Linked DNA regions of Ovis aries: region 1 is linked to region 2. A link is a contact called in public Hi-C data. All regions are on one chromosome and are shown on one strand. Each heading gives the region's core, a stretch centred on a gene start, on an enhancer-like site or on the middle of the called end of the contact. The rest is flanking DNA. Distances are from core to core; before and after follow the strand shown.

What was found. Hi-C and Micro-C count contacts between places; a contact is called where the count stands out from the background.
Region 1: a contact with region 2 is called in a Hi-C map of liver, with 2.2 times the contacts expected there. The contact joins the promoter of ZNF131 here to the promoter of HMGCS1 in region 2. A contact is called at or near these places in 3 of 16 Hi-C or Micro-C datasets (blood, liver and muscle).

The regions. Positions count from the first base shown.
Region 1 is chr16:31,685,145-31,689,843 of ARS-UI_Ramb_v3.0, reverse strand. It overlaps ZNF131 (zinc finger protein 131), which reads left to right and starts at 1,543. Exons shown (of 8, transcript XM_060400453.1): 1 at 1,543-1,918; 2 at 2,681-2,819; 3 at 3,790-3,891. The coding sequence starts at 2,696.
Region 2 is chr16:31,541,518-31,546,405 of ARS-UI_Ramb_v3.0, reverse strand. HMGCS1 (3-hydroxy-3-methylglutaryl-CoA synthase 1) reads right to left here and starts at 2,351. Exons shown (of 11, transcript XM_042233813.2): 1 at 1-2,351.

The DNA.
Region 1 (4,699 bases), core at 294-2,793, 140 kb before region 2:
CCCAGGGCTGATCTCCTTCAGAATGGACTGGTTGGATCTCCTTGCAGTCCAAGGGACTCTCAAGAGTCTTCTGCGACACCACAGTTCAAAAGCATCAATTCTTCGGTGCTCAGCTAGATTTCTAACAATCTCCCAACTAATCTCTACTTCTATTTCATCCCATTTAATCTTTTCTCCATAGAATTCTCTTTACAAAGTAAAATTTACGATATCACTATCCTGCTCAATCTTCAAGACTTCCCTTCGCCATCATGAGAAACTCTATGCCTTTACACTGTTTACAAGGCCCTTGTGGGTCTGCCCAGCAACATTCCTTCAGTTTCGGAGAGCTTTAGTCTCTCCCATACCTCAGCATGTTATTGACTAAGAACACTCAGACTTCACATGTCACTAGTTTTCCTTGACCTCCAGATTATCTTGTTCTGTCTCATAACACTCAGCACCCAGGAAATTCATTGTTCAGTAATGTCTATTTACTCTATCATACTAAGATCAGGAAAGCAGAAACCACATATGCCTTGTTCACCATTGGAGTTCCTAGTCCCTTAAATAGTGCCTAGGCCTCTCTGGTGGCTCTAAACCCCGGTTCATTCCCTGGGTGGGGAAGATCCCCTGTAAAAGGAAATGGGAACCCACTCCAGTATTCTTGCCTGTAGAGAATTCCATGGAGCAGAGGAACCTGGTGGGCTACAGCCCGTGGGGTCACAAAGAGTTGGACATGACTGAGCAACCAACACTAAACAGTGCCTAAGACAACGTCAGCTCTTAATAAATGTCTGCTGAAATAATCATTACATTTACCCTTGAAAGTGTTAGTCTCTCAGCCGCATCTGACTCTTTGTGACCCCATGGACTGTAGCCCGCCAGACTCTTCAGTCCATGGGATTCTCCAGGCAAGAATACTGGAGTGGGTTGTCATTTCCTCTTCCAGGGGATCTTCCCAACCCCGAGATCTAATTTGTGTTTCCTGCATTGGCAGGAGGGTCCTTTACTGTCTGAGCCATCAGGGAAGCCCAGATCCCCGGTAGGTCAGCTGGTAAAGAATCCCTCTGCAGTATAGCAGACCCCGGTTCGAATCCTGGATCAGGAAGATCCTCTGGAGGAGGGAACGGCTACTCACTCTTCTGGCCTGGAGAATTCCATGGACTACAGTCCATGGGGTTCCGAAGGGTGGGACACGACTGAGCTACATTTACCCCTGCAGACAGCTATTTAAACCCTTCCCTAATGCTTAATCCTAACCTCTCTTTTGAGAGAAAAGAATGAGTAAATTTTGACTGTCTCATTCTCAAAAAAGTCTTTCCCCGCCACCGCCCCCCCCCCAGGAACGAATGAATGATCCAGTCACGTGGGGCTGACTATGGGTCACTGGCCTCTTTAAGCGCGGGACCTGGGGAGTGGTGAGCTGCAGTTAACAGCACCACGTGTAATAACCCGAGCAGCCACAGGACCTAATTCTACCAAACATGCGCTGCCCGCCGTACACAGAGAGGGCGGGCACCCGGGAGGAAGATCCTAGGCGGCCGGAACGTGCTCGCGCCCGTGGCCGCCGCTGCCCGCGCCGCGGCCGACCGGGTGTCGGAGCGAGCGCACGTGCGCCGGCCGGACCCAAGCAGAGGGAGCGCCCGGACACTGGCGAGGAAATGGCTGGAGAGGCCCTGTTCAGCGGTAGGGAAACGTGCGGGGCGAGTTTCGCCCCGAGAGGGGAGAGCAGAGAAGGAAAAGCTTTCAGGACTGAGAGGAGAGAGGGAGGATCGTGAGCTAGGTAAGGCGGCCAGACTTAGGCCTCGGGAGGAAAGGGGACGGGGCGGGGCGTGGTGGTGGGGGGGTGGGCAGCGGTATAAAACACACCCGGAACCGGTTGCGAGTTTATTCTGAGGTCCGGCTCGGAAGTGCTCACACCTGGAGTGTGGCGCGGGTGGGTAGAAGGTGGAGCCCCACCCCCGACAAAGCCAGGCTGTAAACCGGCCTAACCCCGCCTCAGCTGCACTCCCTCCTCCCTTCGCGAGCGGCCTAGGCTTAGCGAGAGCCAAATCCGCTCGGTTAGCTCCGCCCTGCCATTAGAGGAGGGCGGGCGGGGGCGTGGCCCTCCCGCTCTCTAGTCTGCGCTTAGGCGTCCGCGTCAGCCGGAGTCCGACGCCGTGACGCAGCACGTCGACGTAAGTGACGCGCAGGCCCGGGCCGCTCCTCCTTCCCTGAGTGAGTGCCGGCCCGGTCGGGGAGGGGGAGAAGAGGGAGGGAGGGGGAGGGAGAGGCGACCCGGGAGTCGTTGTGGGCCGCGGGCCGGACCGGGTCCCGGGAAGGCGGGAGCCAGGGACGGGCCGAGGGGCTTGGCGGGCCGTTAGCGGGCCGCGGCGGCTGTAGGGTCTCCTCCCCTGCCGGACTTGCGCGCCCCGGCGCTCGGAGCCTCCGGCGCTGTGCCCACCCCGCTCCAGCTCGCGTCTCCCGACTCCAATTAGGTCAGGCTCGGAGTCCCGCGGCCGCGGCTCCGGCCCCCAACGCGCGGCGGCCGCCCGGCTCGCCTTTCTTTCTTCCCTCGCCTTCCTCTCCTCTTGCCTCACCCTCCCCCCTTCTTTCACGTTGCTGGGGTTTTGTTTTTTTTGTTGTTATTTTATGCTTTAGGGGTTTTGTTCCTCAGCCCGAGCTCATGGGTGTACATTATCATGCTCCTCTTTTGTAGAGCAACTGGACGGCCATGGAGGCCGAAGAGACGATGGAATGCCTTCAGGAGTTCCCTGAACATCATAAAATGATCCTGGACCGATTGAATGAACAGCGAGAGCAGGACCGGTTTACTGACATCACCCTGATTGTCGACGGTAAGCAGGGTGGTGGGCTGAGGAGCTAAGTTTGTGCCTTCAGATCTCTTCCCTTCCCCCACATGCCTTTTTTACCCACCTTCTGTAGACTACCTACCGAAAGTCTGTGGAGGGTGCGCTCTCGGACCCGAGGACACTTAACAATATCTCTTAACAGAGACCATGCTGCAGAAGGCTGGTCACGCTTTCCACGTAATCATGGCATTTTAACTTCTTGCAGCCTTTTCAAGTGTTCTTATTGCACACTTCAGTGCAGGATGAGGGCGTGGGTTAGGGAGGATGTCTCTGAATGTTTGGTTAGTAGATTTCTGCTGCTAAGCTGCTTTGAGCAGTCACTCACGGGAGTCATTTGCGAAGTGTCGATTCTTTCTAGTTTCCCAAATGGTCTTGGAGGTAGAATGTGAGAGACTCTTTTGCAGCACTGGTACCTGCTTTGATAACCCCCAAAATAGAATGGGGTATTTACCAGTCTTGAGAGTTGTCATTACAGTGGAGACAAACACAGCTTAGGTGTCTTTTCTATTTAGTGAAAACTGACTTCTTAAGGCAAGCTAATCTTTGTTATAGGTCTGCTGTAAGTTGAGTTTCCTAATATTAGGCATCCTAAAGCAGTTTTCATAGTAAACACACCCAGCTTAGTGCTTATTCTGTGGCTTTTTTCTTCTTTTCCGATGATATATAACCTTTTGAGTTAAGTTTCTATTTAGAAGTTTCAACTGAATAGGATGCTTTTGACTTAAAGTGGTACCTCCTAAAATGTTGTAAGGTGTCCTTTATAAAACTGACTTAACAAGTAAGACCTCTGAAGTAAAGATCTGGCTTCATGTCTAATCGAGATTCAGATTTGTCAAGATAGCTGCCCAGAATATAGTTTTTAAAATTGTATTAAGAAAGATTTTAATTTAATTTTTTAACTTGTTTTATTATGCTTGATTTTTGTGAACATGATGATTGCGTTTTTTTTCTCTAGGACACCATTTTAAGGCCCACAAGGCTGTTTTGGCTGCTTGCAGCAAGTTCTTCTATAAATTCTTTCAGGAGTTTACTCAGGAACCTTTGGTGGAGATAGAAGGTAAATGCTTGTTTTAAATACATTATTTAGCAAACATTATAATTTGATGAAGTTTTTTAGACAGTAATTTAGTAAAATACCATGAGAAATAGGTACGAATGGTTCCTGTTAGGTGACTGGATAAATTGTTCTTTTGACACCTGAGAATTCTTACTTTTAGTAACGTGCTCGGTGAAATGATCTTCCAGGATAAACTTAGGTTAAATGGTATTTGTTGGTCTCTTAAACGAGCCCTTTTCATTGCTAAAACCAGTGGTCACAGTCTTTTGAAAATGTATTAAAAGTGAATTTCCATCTTATTTAGTGGCCTTATGTTTTAGACTGATCAAGATGCTGCAGGCCTCGGTATTAGCGTGACATGCACAGTGTGAAGTGAGCTGCTATAATATGGAAAAGGCGAGGAAAGATGAACTAAAGTGACATTTAAAAGAAGTTCAAGTGGTTGTAGAAGGTCTAGAATGGAAGGGGTCATCCACTACATAATGTCCCAAAATAGAAATTTTTATTCTTGTTGTTGTTTTTTTTTGTAATAATAGTTCACCAAGTGCTAGGTATTATGCTGTGTTGTTTGTGTGCATTTTCTGAGTTTCACAGCTATCCTTTGAAGTAAGTTGTTTTATTTCCAATTTACATATCAGGGAACAGGCTCTAAAACGTTACTTACCTAAGCTTGCCTACCTAGCAAGGGATTCAGTTTATGCTGTTCCCATGCTTTTGTTTTCTGCTACTATAATACGTAGCTCTCTACCCCCAATCCAAAATTGTAGGAAATGAATCAGCTTTCTTACATAAATATGGGGTTCTTGAA
Region 2 (4,888 bases), core at 1,102-3,601:
AAAAAACAAAAAACGCTTTTTTCTGCTGCTCTTCAAAGCAAATGGTAGGTTTCAATTATTCCCTGAAAAATGTAAGGAATTCATATGGAATCAGAAGAGAACACTTGTTGGCCTTATGTCATTCCCAAATGCACACCCCTCCAGGTCCATGCCTTCCAAAGATGAAGCCTGTAAGCTCTGAAAGGCTAGCTTCTCCACTGCTCTCACTACACTCGGTTAACAAGCAGCAAGCGGGCACTACCACAAGCCAAGCATTAGGATGACTAGATTATTAAGAACTGAGTCCTATCGCCTTCCCATTAGATTGCGTAATATGTTTTTAATCTATACCACTGTCTTGAGAAACAAAATATCACATCCTGTGATGCTTGGTTTTTTAATAAACCCAACAAAATTATGACTGTTTTCTTTTTCAAATGAAACTAAATAGAGATTCTGATATATAGCCCATTAAACTCCTCCGTCCACAGCCCCAATGCATCTCCCCCCATTCAGTTCTACTGGATTGCTGTTTTAAATAATGCTAGGGTCCCCAGGAAACACATATTACACCAATATCAGGGTTTTGCATTTCCCGTGAGAAAAGCTATCGAAAACGTCAATCAGAAAAAAAAAATCTCAAAATCAATCCCTCAGTTAAGAGAAACAAGATGTAAAAACACTCTGGAGAAATATTTTTAAAAAAGAAAAAGAAAAAACAAAGGCCCAGGATTAGGACATGGACTTCTATGGCCCCAAACATAATATTCGTATAACTCGCCCAATCTAAAACACCTTCTGAGAACTGGGGCTACTTACTAAACTAGAATTAAACTGAACTACACTGGAACTGATTTACGTGCAAATTTACAAACTTAGGAGACAGACCTGCAAAGTTTAGACACACAGAAAATAAAGTCTTTCTCCTTTTCCTTAAGATCTGCTATCCCTGCCCTCCTCATCCACACACAAAAAAAATAACTCAAATTTTAAAAATAAAAAACCACAAACTGCTTGGATATCTCAAGCTGCAAAGAACCATTTGGCCTAGATACAGGGTAAGGACTTTCAGTTAGCCTTCTAACAGAAATCTGTGCAAAGAAGTCTAAACTCCACCTCAGAAGGAAAAATCTTACTGGCCCTTCCTTGTGTCTTAATCTTCTCATTTATCTTGCCATGGTTTTTCATAATTCATCCCTGAAATAGAGCAAATGTTACTCAGCAGCAGCTAGAACATCTCAGGTGCAGCAGGTTGGCAAGAGCATCAGTCTGAGGGAAGAGTTGATGCAGAGGTGAGCGAAGAAGCCTGTGACGCCCTAAACCAAGGCCGCAGGGCAGCTGGAACCAACAGGGACAGCCTCACATTACCTATTGTCCAAAACTCTCCTCCAGGGTGGGTAATCCCTTCTCTACCACTGGTCAAGGCAATTCACACGTTTTTCAAAGACTCCATATATCGAGTTTTGAAAAGTCCTTGGTTCAACCCAAAGCCTACTGTGTGTGAAGCCCTATGCGTGCCTGCCCATTACATCATCATAACAAGTCAGGCTGATTCTGAAGCTATTAACAGGACGGAGATACGGACTTTCAGAACACGGAAGAGACATATATATATATATATATATGAGCTTAAAAAATATGGAGGCTGGAAGGTGGGAGCAGGGACCTGTGATATTGGAAGCAAGCACATACTGAAGCAGTCAAGAGTGTGAAGTACTCAGCCAGGTTAAACCACGGTTGTGATGCTTTCTCGCACCTGAGCTAGGGAAGAAGAGCAACGCTGCCCACCTCCCTTCCTCCCAGTCACTCTCTTTAAGAGGCAAGAAGACACACCCCCTGCCAACCTACAAGGCTCCAAGTGTGATCCTCAGCATCCTTCGGCGTCCACCCTGAAGCCAAGGCTGCGGGAACACCCTAGCAGGCCAGCTCCTTTCTTGGCCCCCTCATGTACCCACCCCCATCCCCTCAAGGTGGTCACAGCCACTCCCCTAGCACCTCCAGCTCCTGACTATTTCATCAGAAGCCTACCCCTCAATACCCTCTCCTTCTCCCCTCTGCGACTCGCCTGCCCACATTAATGCCCCTGTCCTCCAGGACCCACCGCGGTCGGCCCCAGGTCCCCGGCAGGGGAAGCCCCGCACGGACCCCGCTCCCAACGCCCTATCCTCCAGGTCCAGGTCCAGGTCCAAACCTTAGCCCTGACCCGACAGAGCAGGAGCTCCTTCGGGCCTAGTCAAGGACACCAATGCGCCGTGCCCTCATCCTGCCCGCGAGGCCTCGGCAGCCCGGGTCAACTCCTCCACTCGGGACACTCACCCAAATATGACCGGGCGGTGGTCGTAGAAAGTGAACGACCAACGAAGGGGTAGTGCGAGCCGCCTCCCCTCCGCCACTAGCTTTATAGCCGCGGACCCACCGGACTCCGGCAAGGCCGGGAGCCCGTGAGAGGCGGGACAGTGGCCCCAGCAGCCAATCGTGGCCAGCAGAGGAGCGCCGGAGTGCCCGCCCCCTAGCCCAGCTTCAACCAATCCGAAGGAAACTAGAGGAAACACTAGCTGAGGGGTTTCCCTTGTGGCTGGAAGGGCGGGGGAAGGGGCGGGGACAAAGCCGGAGGGCCGAGAAAATGGGGTGAGAGAGTGACGTGTGGTGGCCCGAGAGCCGGCCTACCAATGACAGAGCGGCGAGACACGGCGAGAGCCAACGGGAACGGAGTGAGAGGTTCTCCGGCCAATTGAAGCTCAGCGAGAGGAGATGAGAACCAATGAGGCCTCCGCGTCCCACCACTGGGGAGAGATGGTCTAGTGTGGGAGGCAAGTTGGTCCCTGCTGGAGAGTCCGTCAGGTTGCCTAGCAACCAGAGCTAGGCTTCACCTGTAAGATTTATAAAATACTTGATTTAAATTCAATCTTAACGTTTTCTAGTTTCCTAGAGCAGCCAGGCGTGCCCTCATTACAAGTTGGAGCAGAATACATCACCAAGAATTTGTAAACTTATACTAAATACTAGATTTGTAAATAATATTGTAACCTCTATAATGTTGGTTTGGGATTAGACACCAGTGAGGAGGGTAAGGGCCCTTGCCTAAGCAGGGAGTTTGTCCTAATTCTTGGATTTTTGCTAGCCCATATCATATACTCTGAGGAAAGTGGCTCCACCTGGCCCATTCTCCACTGTATCTGCTGAGCTTGATGTGTGGTAGTTGCCGAATAAAAGGTTGTTGAAAGAAGGAAGGGGTCTTATAATTCTCAGTATAGCAAACCCACAGGATAAGCACCATCTAGTTCCCCCAGGAAAGAGAGAGGAGCAATTCAAGCTGGAAGAAAACACTGAAACACTGGGAGAATCCAAAGGAGGATAATTATGGCCTTAAGTAAGACTCTGCCTCATCTCCTCAGATAGAGAAACTGTAGTACTTTGGTGGGAAGCCATGAGAGTTTCTGAGTTGTTTGTGTCTCCCCTTCAGTTTCATTATGACACAGGAATGCTATTGATAAGGGGTCACTGATGATTCTATACATCACACAACTACTGTTATGTGAAATTTCTTATCCACTATAGATAATAACCTAGTAAGAGACATTCTCAGCAGGAAAATGGCAATGGAACCACTGTGGAGTGGTGGCATAAGTTACTTGGGGGAGAGGACCACTCAATAATGGTTATACTCCATAATGTTGCTCATGACATTGGTTCTAGAACCAATGTCACTGTTACCTTCATAAAGTAACTAGGTGATAGAGACACCACTTGATTGTGACCAATAGCAATTTGAGGATGGGATTTAAACATTTTGGACGTGCTAAAATTCACTGAAAGACAGTAAGGACAGACACAAGAAAGAAGACAGCTTTGTCCTTAGAAAAACATTTTTAGCAGTAGAGCAAATATTTCCAACTTCAGGAGTACACAATAGGAAATAATTAGCTAGATAGTCTTGAAGATTGTTTTGCACAATAGGAAATTCCCACAAAGCCCAGACTGCCTTTTTGATTGAATTAGTCTCCAATTAAGCAAAGTGAGCATGGGTGTTGATTATTGGGAAGTCAAGCAATAGACAATGAAACAGGTTAATAATTAAATATAGAACTTGTCAGTTGAATTTTAAAACACAAGCCTCTGTGATTCTGTGAAATATTATGGTAGATTATACCAGGCTACATATACATTAGCTATCCATGCAACTGAGAACAAAATATACATACATTTATTTTGGTTGCAAGTGTAAGGATTTTTGAGCTACAATTTGACATAAGCATGTCATACTTGAATGTGCATTTTTAAGCTTGTTAATATATATTTAATTATATTGTTTCTAAATTTAATGCCAAGTAGTGTCGGTAAATCACAGCAGATGATATATATCAAAGGGAAAGTATACTTTATTGTTCTGCCCTACTTTGAAGGGAACAAACTTTAAGAAGCAAGAAATGAAATATTGCCTGCCATATCAGTAAACAAAGGATGTCGCAGTCATCACTGATTGTAGCCAGCTGCCATACATGAGCTGGTGAGCCCTGAGGGGACTCTGGAAGGAAAGAATACCTGCCAACTGTAGCCATGTGACTGCAGCCATTCCCCACAGTGAGCCCTGAGAAAACTCACAATTTAAAAATATAGAATACTGAGATTGCTGAGCTTGAATATCAGAGGAATAATTTCAGTGAGTCCAGACTCTTGCATCCTCCCATACACTGAAAAGCCCTAACTTTCTTAACTTGGGATATCTGTTTTTCTTCAACAGTAAACTTTGGAAGTTCTAACTACATGGTCTTTGTTGCAAAACTTCTGTATAACTTGGCTCCCCCATTGATGCCTCAGAACAGTTTTTTCAGGGTGTCTTAAGATGCCGCCTCCCAGGATTAAAGTCCTAAAAATTCCTACCAAATAAAATATAACTCTCAACTTTTAG